Regions from separate parts of the Rattus norvegicus genome. Here regions 1 and 2 are each linked to region 3. Evidence: chromatin contacts called from public Hi-C data. All regions are on one chromosome and are shown on one strand. Each heading gives the region's core, a stretch centred on a gene start, on an enhancer-like site or on the middle of the called end of the contact. The rest is flanking DNA. Distances are from core to core; before and after follow the strand shown.

Region 1 (4,751 bases), core at 124-2,623, 150 kb before region 3:
TCCCTCCATTTTCCATTTCCCTCTCCCTCTCTCTCCCCCTCCCTCCTCCATTTCCCATCTCCTCTGTGTGTGTGTGTGTGTGTGTGTGTGTGTGTGTGTGTGTGTGTGTTGGGTATCTGTGAGTGCAGGTGTATGTGTCAATCAGAGGGCAACTTTCTGGAATGTGGTTTTTATTTCCACTGTGGGTTCACAGGATTGTTAGGCTTGTATGTCAAGCACTTTTACCTGCAAAGCCACCTTGCTAGACTTGTTTTTGTTGTTGCTGTTGTTTTCCTAAGATTGAGTCTTGCTATATAGCTCAGACTGTTCTTGAACTCTTGCTAATAAGTAGGATAGACTGCCCTCTAACTCACAGTTCTCATTCATTGGCTCCCAAGTGCTGATATTATAGGTATGTGCCACCGTGCTTAGACCTAATGACTTGGCAGTTCATTTTAAAAATTCTAATAGGGCACTCTGGTTTCACTTTAAATTTTTTTTTTTTTAAGATTTTATTTTATTGTATATGAGTACACTGTAGCTGCCTTCAGACACACCAGAAGAGGGCATCAGATCTCATTACAGATGGTTGTGAGCCACCATGTGGTTGCTGGGAATTGAACTCAGGACCTCAGGAAGAGCAGTCGGTGCTCTTAACCACTGAGCCATCTCTCCAGCCCCCCTGGTTTCACTTTAAATCACATAAATCTTTTACTGTTTAAGATTTGTGATTTTCATCTGGGAATGTAAATGTTATATATGGGAAATTTGTTCACAGGCAGTAGCTGTTAGGCACGATCATGGGAATTGTCGGGGTTTATAGTTTGAAGCTTTGTTTAGAGCTGTGGTTATGCTAACATGGTAGTGCGTGCCTGTAACTCCAGCATATAGGAGGCAAGGCAAGGAGACTGGAAGTTAGAGGCGAGCCTACCGCAAAGAAAAATCATCTACAACCTGTAGTTAAAGGGGACTCAGAATCATTTCAAAATTTCAAGAGGAATGATCAGTAAGTTTTTTTATCTGTATACACTATTAAGAAGTACCAAATAATTTCTTGGTGCTTGAGTTGAATGAATTGTCAGTTAATTTCCTTGAAATTAATTTTTTTTTCTTATGTGGGAGAGAATGTGTGGGATGGGAGAGAATGTGTGGGGGTGGGAGAGAATGTGTGGGGGTGGGAGAGAATGTGTGGGGGTGGGAGAGAATGTGTGGGGGTGGGAGAGAATGTGTGTGGGTGGGAGAGAATGTGTGGGGGTGGGAGAGAATGTGGGGGTAGGAGAGAATGTGTGGGGGTGGGAGAGAATGTGTGGGGATGGGAGAGAATGTGTGGGGTAGGCTTGACGGCCAGCGGGGTGGTGTCAGATGCCTTGGAGCTGAGGTTGCAGGCGGCCATCAGCTGCCTGACTTGGGTTCTGAGAGCCAAGCTTGGATCTTGGGCAAGAGCAGGATCCTTAAGCACAGCCCTCTGAAGAGGGCTTTTTAAAATCTGTTGGTGACTTAAGATTTCTCTGTTGGTTGAGTTGGCCTTTCCTTCTGCTTTTAAGAAAAGGCGTGTGCCTGTGGCTTACAGTATCCAGTTCAGTTTTTACTGCCTTTATCTGCTTCACGTATTTATTCTTTCCTTTTGAAACAGGAGCTCGTTATGTAGCCTTAGTTGGCTTAAAACTCATTATGTAGACCAGGCTAGGCTCAAAAATCACAGACACTCGCCTGCATTTGCCTCCCATGGCTGGGATTACATTTTAGTTTTTAAAAAGTAATTAAGAATTATTTGATGGTTTCATACTTTTACATAACATATTTTAATCACTTTTAATCCTTCTCTCCTATTCCCTTCTCTCCTCACCTTCTGCTGGGAGTCGTTTGTCTGTTTCCTTTTGTTTTTTGAGATCAGTTTTCTCCGTGTATCCGACTGTCCCGGAACTCACGGAAACCTACTTGCCTTTGCCTTTGGTGTGCTGGGATTAGATGCTTACCACTGCCTGGCCTCATTTTTAATTACTATTTTAATAATTAAACTAGTTTTTATTATTGATATTTTCTTATTGATAAAGGAATTGTTTAAACTGATGTTTAGACTTTTTTTTCTTAATTTTTGTTTATTTCTTGATTGTGTGTGTGTGTTATAATCACTCAATAATGCCTTATATGCATTTTCTCTTTATATTTGAAGTTTATTTCTTTGTGGGCTTTTGATGAATTTAATCATTCCATTATCTTTTAATGATTTTTTTTAAGATTTATTTTTAATTGGTGGTGAGTGGGTATGCTGTTACAGTTGCCCAGAGGACAGAGGTGTGAGGTGTCCCTGAAGCTGAAGTGCTTTGAGCCATCTGAGTGCTGGCAGTCAGACTTGGATCCTGTGCTGGAGCAGCCTGTCCACTCAGCTGCCAAAGCTAGCTCTCCATTCCTACATCCTGGGAATCAGTGTGATCTTTGCATGGGACTAATTTGATTCAGGACCCAAGTATGTTTAACATACAGACTCTTGACTTAAACAAGGCTGGAAAGTTTTACTTTTTAAATGTGCTTGGGAGTGATCTTACTACGAGGACCTACCTCTGCACAGGCTTGTTTGTCACCGTCGCCTAGTCTTCATGGGTTTGCTCTGTGAGGAAGAAAGTGTCCCCTCCCCTCCCCTCCCCTCCCCTCCCCTCCCCTCCCCTCCCCTCTCCTCTTCTTTTCTCATGTTGTCTTTTCTGAGACAGGGTTTCCTATGTAACCCTGGCTAGCCTTGAATGTCCCCCTTTTTAAAAACACAAGTGTTGATGGTTTTTATTTTGGGTCATGGTCTCTGTTAAGCTGGCCTTGAACTCCTGGTCTGAATAACCACCCCACCCCACCCCAGTCAAAGTACTGGGGACACAAGTGTGACTCTGAGCCTGGTGTTTGGTAATGAGGTCCTAGAGATCGGACCTTGATATACAAGAGAAAGCCAAGTTCATGGCTGTAGTTCAGTGTCTGAGCCACTGTGGAGACTAGGTCAAAAGAGTCCCTGAACCCAGGGTCTCAGGGCTATCCTGCACAATTTACTGAGAAACAGTGAGACGGTTTCTTTAAACAAATAAACTGTGTGTGCATGTATGTATAAAAATAGTGCATATCTACCTGTGTGGTACATCTCAGTAAGAGTTAAGTTCATCCTCTCTTTTGCACTTTCAGTTTAAAACATACTAAAATAACATTCTTGGGTGTTTGTAATTGTATATTATTAATAAACCGACTTCTTTAGATGTTAATAAGAAATCAGAAAACTACCTGTGCTTATCATTTGTTTCTCAGTTTTTAAATTTGAAAGTCTACAGGATATTCTAACAAAATAGAATTGAGTAGTTGGTTAGTGTTTTCTAAGCAGAGTTCACAGAGTTCCTGATAGAGTAACTGCAAAGTGTGTACCGTGCACTCCTAGTGAAGACGTGTTCATTCAGGAGTGTTAGGACTTCCTCTGGAAGCTCCTTTAGGTCCTGGAGAAGGGCGTCTCTTCTTGTTTGCTCACCAGTGCGTGACTTGAGTCAGTGCCTCCTGGGCCTGGCAGTCGGAGGCCTCTTCACTCCGTCTAGTCAGCTCTAACGCTGTGCTGTCTTCTGTGCGCTAGGTCTTCATTGCTGACATCTAGATCTGCTTCATCGAGGAACCTTTCTGTTAATTTTTTCTTCTAAAATTACTTTTATGCTTTTGTTATAATTTTGTGGAAATTGGTTTGGCACATTTGCAGGCAGTTAGTTAAAAGACAATCAAAGCTGAGTTTAATCATTTAGAAATCAGTAGCTAATAAGTCAGTTGCTTACAGCTGGGTAATGGTCAGTGGTTCTAATGAAGGGAATGTCCAAAGAGGTTCTCTGCTTTAGACTAATAGAACAGGAACAGAGCAGCTTTCTTGCCAGTAGAAGTTCTGGGAATGATTGGGCTGTCATAACAAGCTGTTGACTAAATGAATGGCTCTCATGTTCTCAGCCTAAAGAAAGGAATTGTTCTGTTTTCCATACCTCAAACAAATATTGAAGAAAGAGCTACACAGCAAAAGATGATAGGGTTTTTTCTGAGTGACACACACAGGTAATTTTTAGAGACAGAAGACTTAATACGGGCTGGAGAGATGGCTCAGTGGTTAAGAGCACCGACTGCTCTTCCAGAGGTCCTGAGTTCAAATCCCAGCAACCACATGGTGGCTCACAACCATCTGTAACGATATCTGATGCCCTCTTCTGGTGTGTCTGAAGGCAGCTACAGTGTACTCATATATAATAAATTAAAAAAAAAAAAAAAAGAATACTGACTGCTCTTTAAAAAAAAAAAAGAAGAAGACTTAATACATGTTGTGAATAGTATATTCAATGAACATGTAGCATACAGATGATTTCAGTGTAAGAAACACAGAACTAGAATATTGAGTAAGTAGCTATTAAAGAAGCTTGGAAGTTGCTTATTTGACAGAGGGACAGTATCGAGCTCCGAAAAGTAATTACCACAAATTGAATTAGCTAAATATGTACATATACATATTAGGATACATATGCTTATTATAAATATATATATTTAAAAAGATGGATTCATAGCACAAGGATTGTGTGACCCAAATTAAAAAAAAATACCATAGAAATAGAAAATAAGACCATTTCCTTAAGCAAGTTGTACTTGCTGATGCCATGGGGGCTAGCATCATTGTTGAAAGACCATATAATCTTTTTTCTTAGTACTTCAAGTGTTCAAAGGTTATATCAGTGCAGAATTTTACTTTCTTGGAGATAAAAATTGAATGAGGGTAGTTGCAA
Region 2 (4,151 bases), core at 1,392-3,891, 180 kb before region 3:
AAGAGCAGTTAGTGCTCTTAACTACTGAACCACTTCTTCAGCCCCCTATCTGTTGTCTTAACATTTCCCCTATTTTATTCTTTGTATCCTGTAAGACCCAACCCTTGGTCAGTGGTACTTACTTCGAGACACCCCTGAGTGAGGCACTGAGACGCAGGTCAATGTAAAAGCAAGAGGTTTATTTTCCAGCACGTCAGGGTCAACCCTCAATCAGTCTCTTGAGGCCAGTGACTCAAAGGTGACCCTGAATGGCTATTACAAGCAGTTTTATACTTTTTAGGGGTACAGGTTACACCAGCAAGGTTACAGTTTAAACTTATTGGCTAAGCATATTGGCCTCTGACCTCCATATGGGCCTGACTAACCAATCAGTTAGAAGGTAAAAAGAGCAGAAAACAGGAAGAAACTGCCCGCACACTTCACTGTTCACTCCCACTCAAGAGTCTCCAGTCTCCTGTTTTAGACACTGTTACTCCCATAGAACATTCCTTAAAATAAAGATCTTAGCTTCTGCACCACAACTGAAATACAGCAACACTTCTACAGCAAAACAATGAAATTGCTCTTGGTCATTTGCATGTAAGATTAATAGTTTTAGGTAATTTTTTTTTAGAAATAATTTTCGTTTGTATTTTTTGAGACAGGATGGCCTCCACCTTGAGGCAATTCTGTCTTCCCTTTCCACATGCTGGGGTCAGCAAGCTACCATGCCCGCCCCACCCCATCCCCCAGGTGATGGTCTCACTATACTTAGCCCTGAGTTAGAACTCCTGGGCTTGAACAGTCTTTCAGCTTCAGACTCCCAGTAGGTGCTGCTATACCCCTGCTTCTAATCCCCATTCAGGAAAAAAAAAACTTTGATACAGAGTGGGCATGTAGCTTAGAGGTAGAGTGTTTGAGAAGTAAGACTTTGGGTTCATTTTACAGCTCTACTTAAAGATAATAAAGAAAGAAAGGAAGAAAGAGAGAGAGAGAGAGAGAGAGAGAGAGAGAGAGAGAGAGAGCGAGCGAGCAAGCATTAAGTGGAATCTCTTTCCACACAGTACCTACAGCAACCAAAGTAACCTCATGATTTGGGAGATTCAAGTTAGTGAGAGTTACAAAGGCAGACCTTGCCTCAGTGCAAACAAACATACCAAATTTTATTATTCTCCCTGCCAAAAGTTTTCCATTACACCTAAAACCATGTCTTGTGCATATAAACATTTAGAACGCTAGCCTTTAGCAGATTTCAGCAGAATTTCAAGTTTAAGGCTCATTTAGGCTAAGTACTGAGACCCTGATTTAAAAGTCAGACTTCTTATCTTAGCTTTTATTATTCTACACCTGCCTTCCTTCCAACATTTATTTCGCTCACCCTCATCCCTCATCTTTCCAACACTCCACCATGCTTGTCTTTTTTTTTTTTTTTTTTTTTTTTTTCCGGTGCTGGGGACCGAACCCAGGGCCTTGCGCTTGCTAGACAAGCGCTCTACCACTGAGCTAAATCCCCAACCCCTCAGAGCGGTCTGTGCTCTTTTTCTTTCTTCTTCTTTTTTTTTTTTTTTTTTTTTTGGAGCTGGGGACCGAACCCAGGGCCTTGCAAGCGCTCTACCACTGAGCTAAATCCCCAACCCGCAGTCTGTGCTCTTAACCGCTAAGCCATCTCTCCAGGCCATGCTTGTCTTTTATTTTATCCATCTTACCACTGTGCTTTCTATGTCTTTGGACAGTTTTTCTCCAGAGATTCCCAGTAATGGTCCTGGAAAGCCCCGAGAAATGACATCATCCTTTCAGAAAACACACACCTATTTGGCTCCTCATTTCTTATTTTTCTTCGGACACTCTATCCTCTTGCCCTGTTTTTTGTCCATAATAGTAAGCCCAGTCCAAAATGACCTCATTCACTGTGCATGCTCGATAGTTACCTATCCAACAGAACCACAGTTTTTATTTATCTAGCTCTTTCAGGTGCCTATCAGTGTCTTAAGCACTTTACACACTTTCCCACAACTCATAAGGTAGGCATTTTTTTAGTATTTTATAGATGAGGTACCTGCCGTTCACAGAGATGAAGGGGCTTCCCTTGCAAAAGCATCTCATTTGCTAACAAACTCCCAGGACACCTGCTGTGGAAGCTCTCCAGGAAAGTGGAACACAGAGTCTTTGGGCTTTACCCTTGATCAATCAATCAACGGTTTAACAAGATTCCCAGGTGATTCCTAACAAAGTTTAAATCATGGACAAATTAATTTTCTTAAGTAACACCTCTTACAGTAAGTAGAAACACACAGCTCTCTCCAGTAACCCCAGAAAACCAATCAAGACCAGACTTTTCCCTGTTGGCTTGATAAACAAGAATCTACGTGGTTTTGGGACGCCCCCTCCCCACTTCTCCCCGCTACACCCCAAGATAACCATGGGCATCTTTTCATACATGGCGCCTTTGAACTTTGAAGACTCTGAAGGGAAAATACTCTGAAGGGGAGGAGTTATAAGATGGAACAGAAAACCCAGTGATTAAGAGTGCCTGCCCAAAACAAACCTCGCCTTCTACCCTGAAGGAAAATGGCACTCGCAATATATGCAGTTCCGGTTGCGGAGCAACAGCCAATAGGAGATCCGAATCACCGGAAGTATCCGCCCCCAGCCCCTCCTTTGGGCTCCTCCCCGCTCTCCGGCGGACGAGACAGCCAGGGAACTGTGGCGGAGCAGTGGTTGCTGGGTGACAGTCGGGAGCTGGGACGGAATGAGTGACCGCTGGCGGGTGGCGACGCCCGGGGTGACCTTCGAGCTCCGGACAGGCGCAGCGCGAGCGCCCTGACGGCAGGGCCGGGCAAGAACGACCGGCGGCCAGCCTGTGGGAAGGCCTGTCCAGGTAGGAATCCAGCCGGCTGGGCAGGCTTACGGCCCACGCGGCTTCCTCTCCCCACGCACCTCCTCCGCGCCGTCAGTTCAGGATTCTGGAGGGAGCCACCCTCCTGATGACCTCGGCGCTACGTTTGCCGGCATTAGTGTGTGATCGTTTTTGGTGGCTTTTCATGGGAGCTTCCAGGTTGAACGTCTTTCACTTTAGATTTAACATTACTTTTAAGTTTGGGGACTTTGGCTTGAAGCCTTCATGCCTCCTTTAGGTCTTGACCCCGTAATTGTGACGAAAGCTGCTGCCTTCTTGATGCTTGTACTGTATTGTGACCTGGACATTTTATTTTCTTCTCTACACCTCTAACTGGGAAAGTTAATAACTTAGTTATGTTTTGAGATCTTGGCTTCCTCTGACTAACCCAGGTCCCTGAAGTCCTTAAGAGTCACATGCACACAGTTTAGCTAAACTAGTTTGGAAAATAAATTAGGAAATACAACCAAGATTTCTGTCACTAGCCTTTACCGATTTTACATTTATTATATTTACTTTTCCAGAACTGAAGATTGGGCCCCTCACATGCTAGGTAAGTGCCTCTATACCCCTAAACTCATTTCTAAACGTCTGGTTTTGAGACAGAATGGACTAAGAGACCCAGGCAAGCCTTGATCTCACTCTGTTGACTCTGTAGACTTGAATTTTCAGATTTTTCTGTGTTAGGCTCCTAAGTAACTGGTTACAGGCAAAGGGGGGGGGCAAATTTCATGCGTTTTAGTGGGAGATCACCTAAGAGTGGTCTTTTGTTTCTGACTAACATGGTTTCTATAACTAAGTAAATAATACCAAAATGTATTTGATCTATTTGGTCAGGTTAATTTTTTGCTATTAGGGAATTGAGACATGTCAGGCATGAACTAGCAAGTATCAGAATAAGTATGATTTTAAAATGTTTGTTTTTAGATTTTTTATGTGTATGTTTTTCCTGCATTTATGTATGTATGTTTAACCACAGTTCCTGCCCAGTGCCCTTGGAGGTCAGAATAGTGCATAAGATCCCCTGGAACTGGAGTTACAGGTGGTTGCAAGCTACGGTGTAGGTCCCATAAACCTGATTTAAATCCTGAAGAGCAACAAGTGTTCTTAACCCCTGAGACATCTGCCTAGCCCCAGAAACATGCACATTTCAAATGTTTTTGTTTTTTGTTTTTGTTTATTTTTGAGACAGGCTTTCTGGTTGTCCTGGAACTTTCTCTGTAGACCAGGGTGGCCTTGAACTCACAGAGATCCGCTGTCTCAGAATGCTGGGACT
Region 3 (4,357 bases), core at 341-2,840:
GGGGTGTTGACCGGCAGTGAGCACAGCACACAGCACTCAGGTGAGAAGTAAGCAATCCTTCCCAGCAGGTCACTTGGCAGTAACATGCTCTACAGCTCAACCAGGCACATAGCTTCAGTCACAGTGGCAAATAAGCCTGGCTATGCTCCAATAAAGCAGCTTAATGTTTCTGACACGGGAGTATCATAGCATTCTTAAAAACATCTTTGAATCATTCAAAATGTACTAATACCCAAGGTGGCACGTGCCTATAACTCCAGTACTCAGGAGGCAGAGGCAGGAGGATTACAGCTTGGAGACTAGCCTGGCCTATACCATGAGACCTTGTCTCAAAAAACCCAAACCTGAACCATCATTGTGAGCTCAAAGCACAGTGTCAAGTGAACAGGAAAGCGGTTTCTTACTTGCATTATTCCTGACCCTATGACAGGTCAATTTCTGCCACCTGGATGGCATGGAAATGGATGAAATTTTATTCAACCCTTCTAAGGTTGCTAGTAACGCTTGCACTAGACACTTCAATTTAAGCACTGCTACCAGTTACAGAGAGAGCTACATTATACTTGAGTTTTGGACCTTTTGTTATGTAGATCAAGCTAACTAAAGCCCAGAGAAGCAGAGGGACAAATTGTTGCACTTATTGTTTTGGGGACAGTGTTCTGGACACTGATAGAAACATAGTCTAAGAACAGTAGACACAGATTGGGGATATATTTACAAACGGGTGTTTCTCTGAATGGTGCTCCACTTGCTTGGTGAATGATTTTCACAGAAATGAAAGAAACCAAAGTAATGATTTTTAAATGCTATCTGAATCTAGCTGGGAAAACATATGATCTCTTATTATAATAGCCATTTTAAAAAATGATGAATCCGATTATTATATCTGATTTGCCGATTACTTCAAAGTGTAGTACACATTTCTTTTTCAAGTATAAATGTTAGTTGAAGTTTTTTCTGCTTAAAAAAAAAATCCAAATCCATCACAATCCCAGACCAGGAATCTCTTCGAGGTAACTAACTCAAATTCCAGATTCCTTGCAGATACTCTCCTTTCTCTGCCTAAGTTCCCATGGCTCCTGGGGAGCGGCCACACTTCAGAAGCAAGAGCGGTTGATGGCCCAAGGCAAGCCCCTTCCCAGTACCTAATTAACTCACTTTAGAAACCCGGTCCACTCCCGCACAAAGCTCCTCCCACTCGCCCGCCCACCTAAAAACTCCTCCCACTCCATTTGCGCGCGAAGCACAGTTCGCACCCTCTTGCGAAGCAGCCCCTCCCACAATCCCGTCTGCGTGTAGAAGCCCCACCCACTTCTCACCCGCCCGCGAAGCTCCGCCCCCTCCTGCCCGTTCCCCAACACCTTCCCTTCTTCCGTCGCTTCTCCCCATGGCTGCCTTCCATTGGTCAAGACGGCTAAACCGCGCAGGGATACAGCAGCACCACATTCTGATTGGCTAAAGACTAAGCCGGGCCTCTTGTCATTGGCTGACAAGAGAAACCAGCAAGAGTGGCTGTGCAGCGGGCGTGCGGCCGCTGCTTTGTTGCCGGAGGGGGCGGCGTTGGAAGTTGCAGGCTTACGGGGTCGGCATTCTTGGGGAGTCGAGTCGCGCCGCTGTTATCTTTCGCCCAGTAGTCTTCGGCCAGTCCCCGCCCAACAGTAGCTATGAGCGGCGGCGTGTACGGCGGAGGTGAGTGAGCGCAGAGGCGCCTCGGGGCGTGCGGGCCGGAACGACCGGCCCGGTCCCTGGTCTCTTCCGTTTCCCTCCGGTCCTCGGCGGGCCCTTCCGGTCTTTGGCCGGTGCTTCCGGTCCCCGTTTGGGCCATGGCCTCTCCTTCTCTTCGGACCCAGGGCCCGCGCTCAGTAGGTTTCCGGCTTGTACTGTTGCTGGTTCCGAGATGGCCTCAAGGAAGGGCCTTGGCGTGTCTTACACCTGGAGCTCCAGGACGGGCTGGACTCTGTTGGCAGTCACCTGGCACTCCGGGTCCCTCGCTGTACCGGTTCCGCCGCGGGTTAGTCTCGGGAAGCTCGCGGAGGTTCCGGGCCCTCCGGGTGGGCACTGGTTCTGAGTCGCGCCCGGTGTTGCGGCTTCCGACTGGACATCGTTCCAGGTGTGCCTGGTCCCTAGATGAGCGGAGCGTTGAGGTACAGGCTGCTGTTCCCCTGGCCAACTGGCCAGGAGTCTTTTTATAAATTGGCGATAACGAAATCAAGGCTTTCAAGCACTGGTTTTGTTTTATTTTAAAAGTAGTTAACTAGTTAGAGACTCCTCGCTAGGGTGGATGCCGACAGGAGATGGTGCTGCTATCCTGCACGTTAACGAAGAAGAAAGCATTGGGAAGAGTTAAACAACCAGCTCAAAGTTAAAAGACTTTCTTTGCAAATTGGGAGCAAATAGCTTCTGGATTGAGGCAAAGGCATTCCTTTCTCGGCCGTGTACCTGTAACATGCACCCCTAATGAGTTAAATAGTATACTCACACTATAAATTTATAAATGTATCGAGTCAGTAGATCTGTGCCCACACATTTTAACTGCTGTGTACTGTTTTGTAAGAACGAACTGTAGCAGTTTCTCTAACTGTAGTCATTTCCCTAGCAAGAAGTGTGACAAGAGTAACTACTACTATTAGCTAATATTTATCGGGCTTATTGCTTACCAGCACTATTTTAAGTATACATTAAAACATTGAAGACATTTAGTCATAGTATCCAATGAGATAAGTATTAAATACTCTTTACTGACCAAACTGGGGCAAAGAGGTTAGTAAATTACACATTTCACATAGTGTATTTGTCCCTTGTCTGTTGCCGTGATTAAAAAACAAAACAAAAATGACCAAGGCAACTTCTAGAAGGAAGAGTTTACTTTAGCTTATGATTCCAGAGGGATAAGAGTCCAGTATGAGGGAGGCATGGCATCTAGCAGCAGGCATGGTGGCAGGAGCAGGAGTCTAGGCTCACATATCCAACCTCAAGCATGAAGCTGAGAGCAAACTGAAAATGGTGGGGGCTTTAAACTCAAAGCCTGTCCCCAGTGACAGCTTCCTACATCAGGCCCTCATCTTCTAAATATCCACAGATTGCACTAAACTGGGGCCCAGATGTTTAGATATCAGAGTCTAGGAGACATTTTCATTCAAACAGTTGCACATGCATCTCCTTTTAAAATATGAATTTCTCTTAAACTGGGTATGTCTAAACTAAATAGCTCTGTGTTTCTCTTTGGGTGCCTCTTTGTAGCTAGCACTAAACTGCATAGAGTGGCTGTGGTGATTTGTAGCTTTAACTGGAGAATAGAACTTTTCTTAAGGTTGAGTAATGTAGGTAAGTAGGATTAGTGTTTTAAATTTTTTGGGAGGGGACCCATTGACAAACTAGCACTTTATCCTAGGAGGCCTGCTGTTTGGGGTGAAGTACTTGGAAAATATAAATGGAGGCTTTTCTCTGAATTAGACTGAAAAAAATTGCCAGCTTTTTTTCTCATCACTAAACTATCCCCTAATGTCTGGAATGTGTGAGTTAAATAGTACCTTCATTAAATGCTTTTTACTTGGCCTGTATAAATTACATTCTAAGCTCTGATGTCCCAGTTTGGATGCTGGCTTATAGTTTCCTGAAGGCTGGAGGCTGTGAGCTTGGTCCTTCCTCCCTGATAGGCAGTTCTAGCTCTCTGCCTCATTTCAGCTGTTACCACAGCTCCCAACAGCCATCCCCACAAAAATCCTAGGTTCTGTTAGCAGTTTCTTGTTTTCTCAGTTCAAGGATTATGAGGACATGTCCCTTTGTTCATCCTTCTGTACCTGGATGATAGATGTTTATAACTAGTCCCTTTAGTAAGGAACTACTACCTGCTGTCAGTGTACCATATCTTTCCTGACTAAACCTCCGCTGATGAACAGTGTATGACTCACCATATTTTAATTAAATAAATCTTGAAGGTATATTTAATACTAGGTTCAAGCCAGACATTGTGGTGCATACTTTTAATCCCACTTAAGAGTCAGAGACAGGAACTTTGCGACAAGTAAGATCACATAGAGGTTGATTATATCAAAACAACAATCGTAAAAACTAGATTCTAGCTAATTATGTGTTATGTAATGGAGTTTTACAAAGTTTTAAATATTCTCATTTTATATACATAAAATATGTTCTTTACTTTGTTGAGACAAGAGTTTCTCTGTGTAGTTCCAGAATTAGCTCTGTAGACCAGTCTGGCCTGGAACTCATAGATCTGTCTGCCTCTGCCTCCCTTACTGGGATTAAAGACATCTGTAGTTCTCTTTTAATCACTTCTGTAATTCTCTTTTAATCTCTTCAGATGAAGTTGGCGCTCTTGTTTTTGACATTGGATCAT

What was found. A called contact is a pair of places that touch in the nucleus more often than the background predicts.
Region 1: a contact with region 3 is called in a Hi-C map of Schwann cells, with 2.8 times the contacts expected there. The contact joins the enhancer-like site here to the promoter of Actl6a in region 3. A contact is called at or near these places in 2 of 12 Hi-C or Micro-C datasets (the A7r5 cell line and Schwann cells).
Region 2: a Hi-C map of frontal cortex shows a contact between it and region 3, with 2.7 times the contacts expected there. The contact joins the promoter of Mfn1 here to the promoter of Actl6a in region 3. A contact is called at or near these places in 3 of 12 Hi-C or Micro-C datasets (the A7r5 cell line, frontal cortex and mammary epithelial cells).

The regions. Positions count from the first base shown.
Region 1 is chr2:117,266,053-117,270,803 of GRCr8, forward strand. All of the region lies in intron 10 of Mfn1 (mitofusin 1), which reads left to right. Among named protein-coding and RNA genes, the nearest start is that of Mfn1, 27 kb to the left of the region's middle. Within about 2 kb of position 1,374, at least 1 of the 93 cell types and tissues checked has an H3K27ac peak or open chromatin away from gene starts, as enhancers often do. A contact at or near this core is called in Schwann cells, where this site is marked.
Region 2 is chr2:117,239,117-117,243,267 of GRCr8, forward strand. Mfn1 (mitofusin 1) reads left to right here and starts at 2,642. Exons shown (of 19, transcript NM_138976.2): 1 at 2,642-2,857; 2 at 3,400-3,428.
Region 3 is chr2:117,419,141-117,423,497 of GRCr8, forward strand. It overlaps Actl6a (actin-like 6A), which reads left to right and starts at 1,591. Exons shown (of 14, transcript NM_001039033.1): 1 at 1,591-1,689; 2 at 4,322-4,357. The coding sequence starts at 1,665.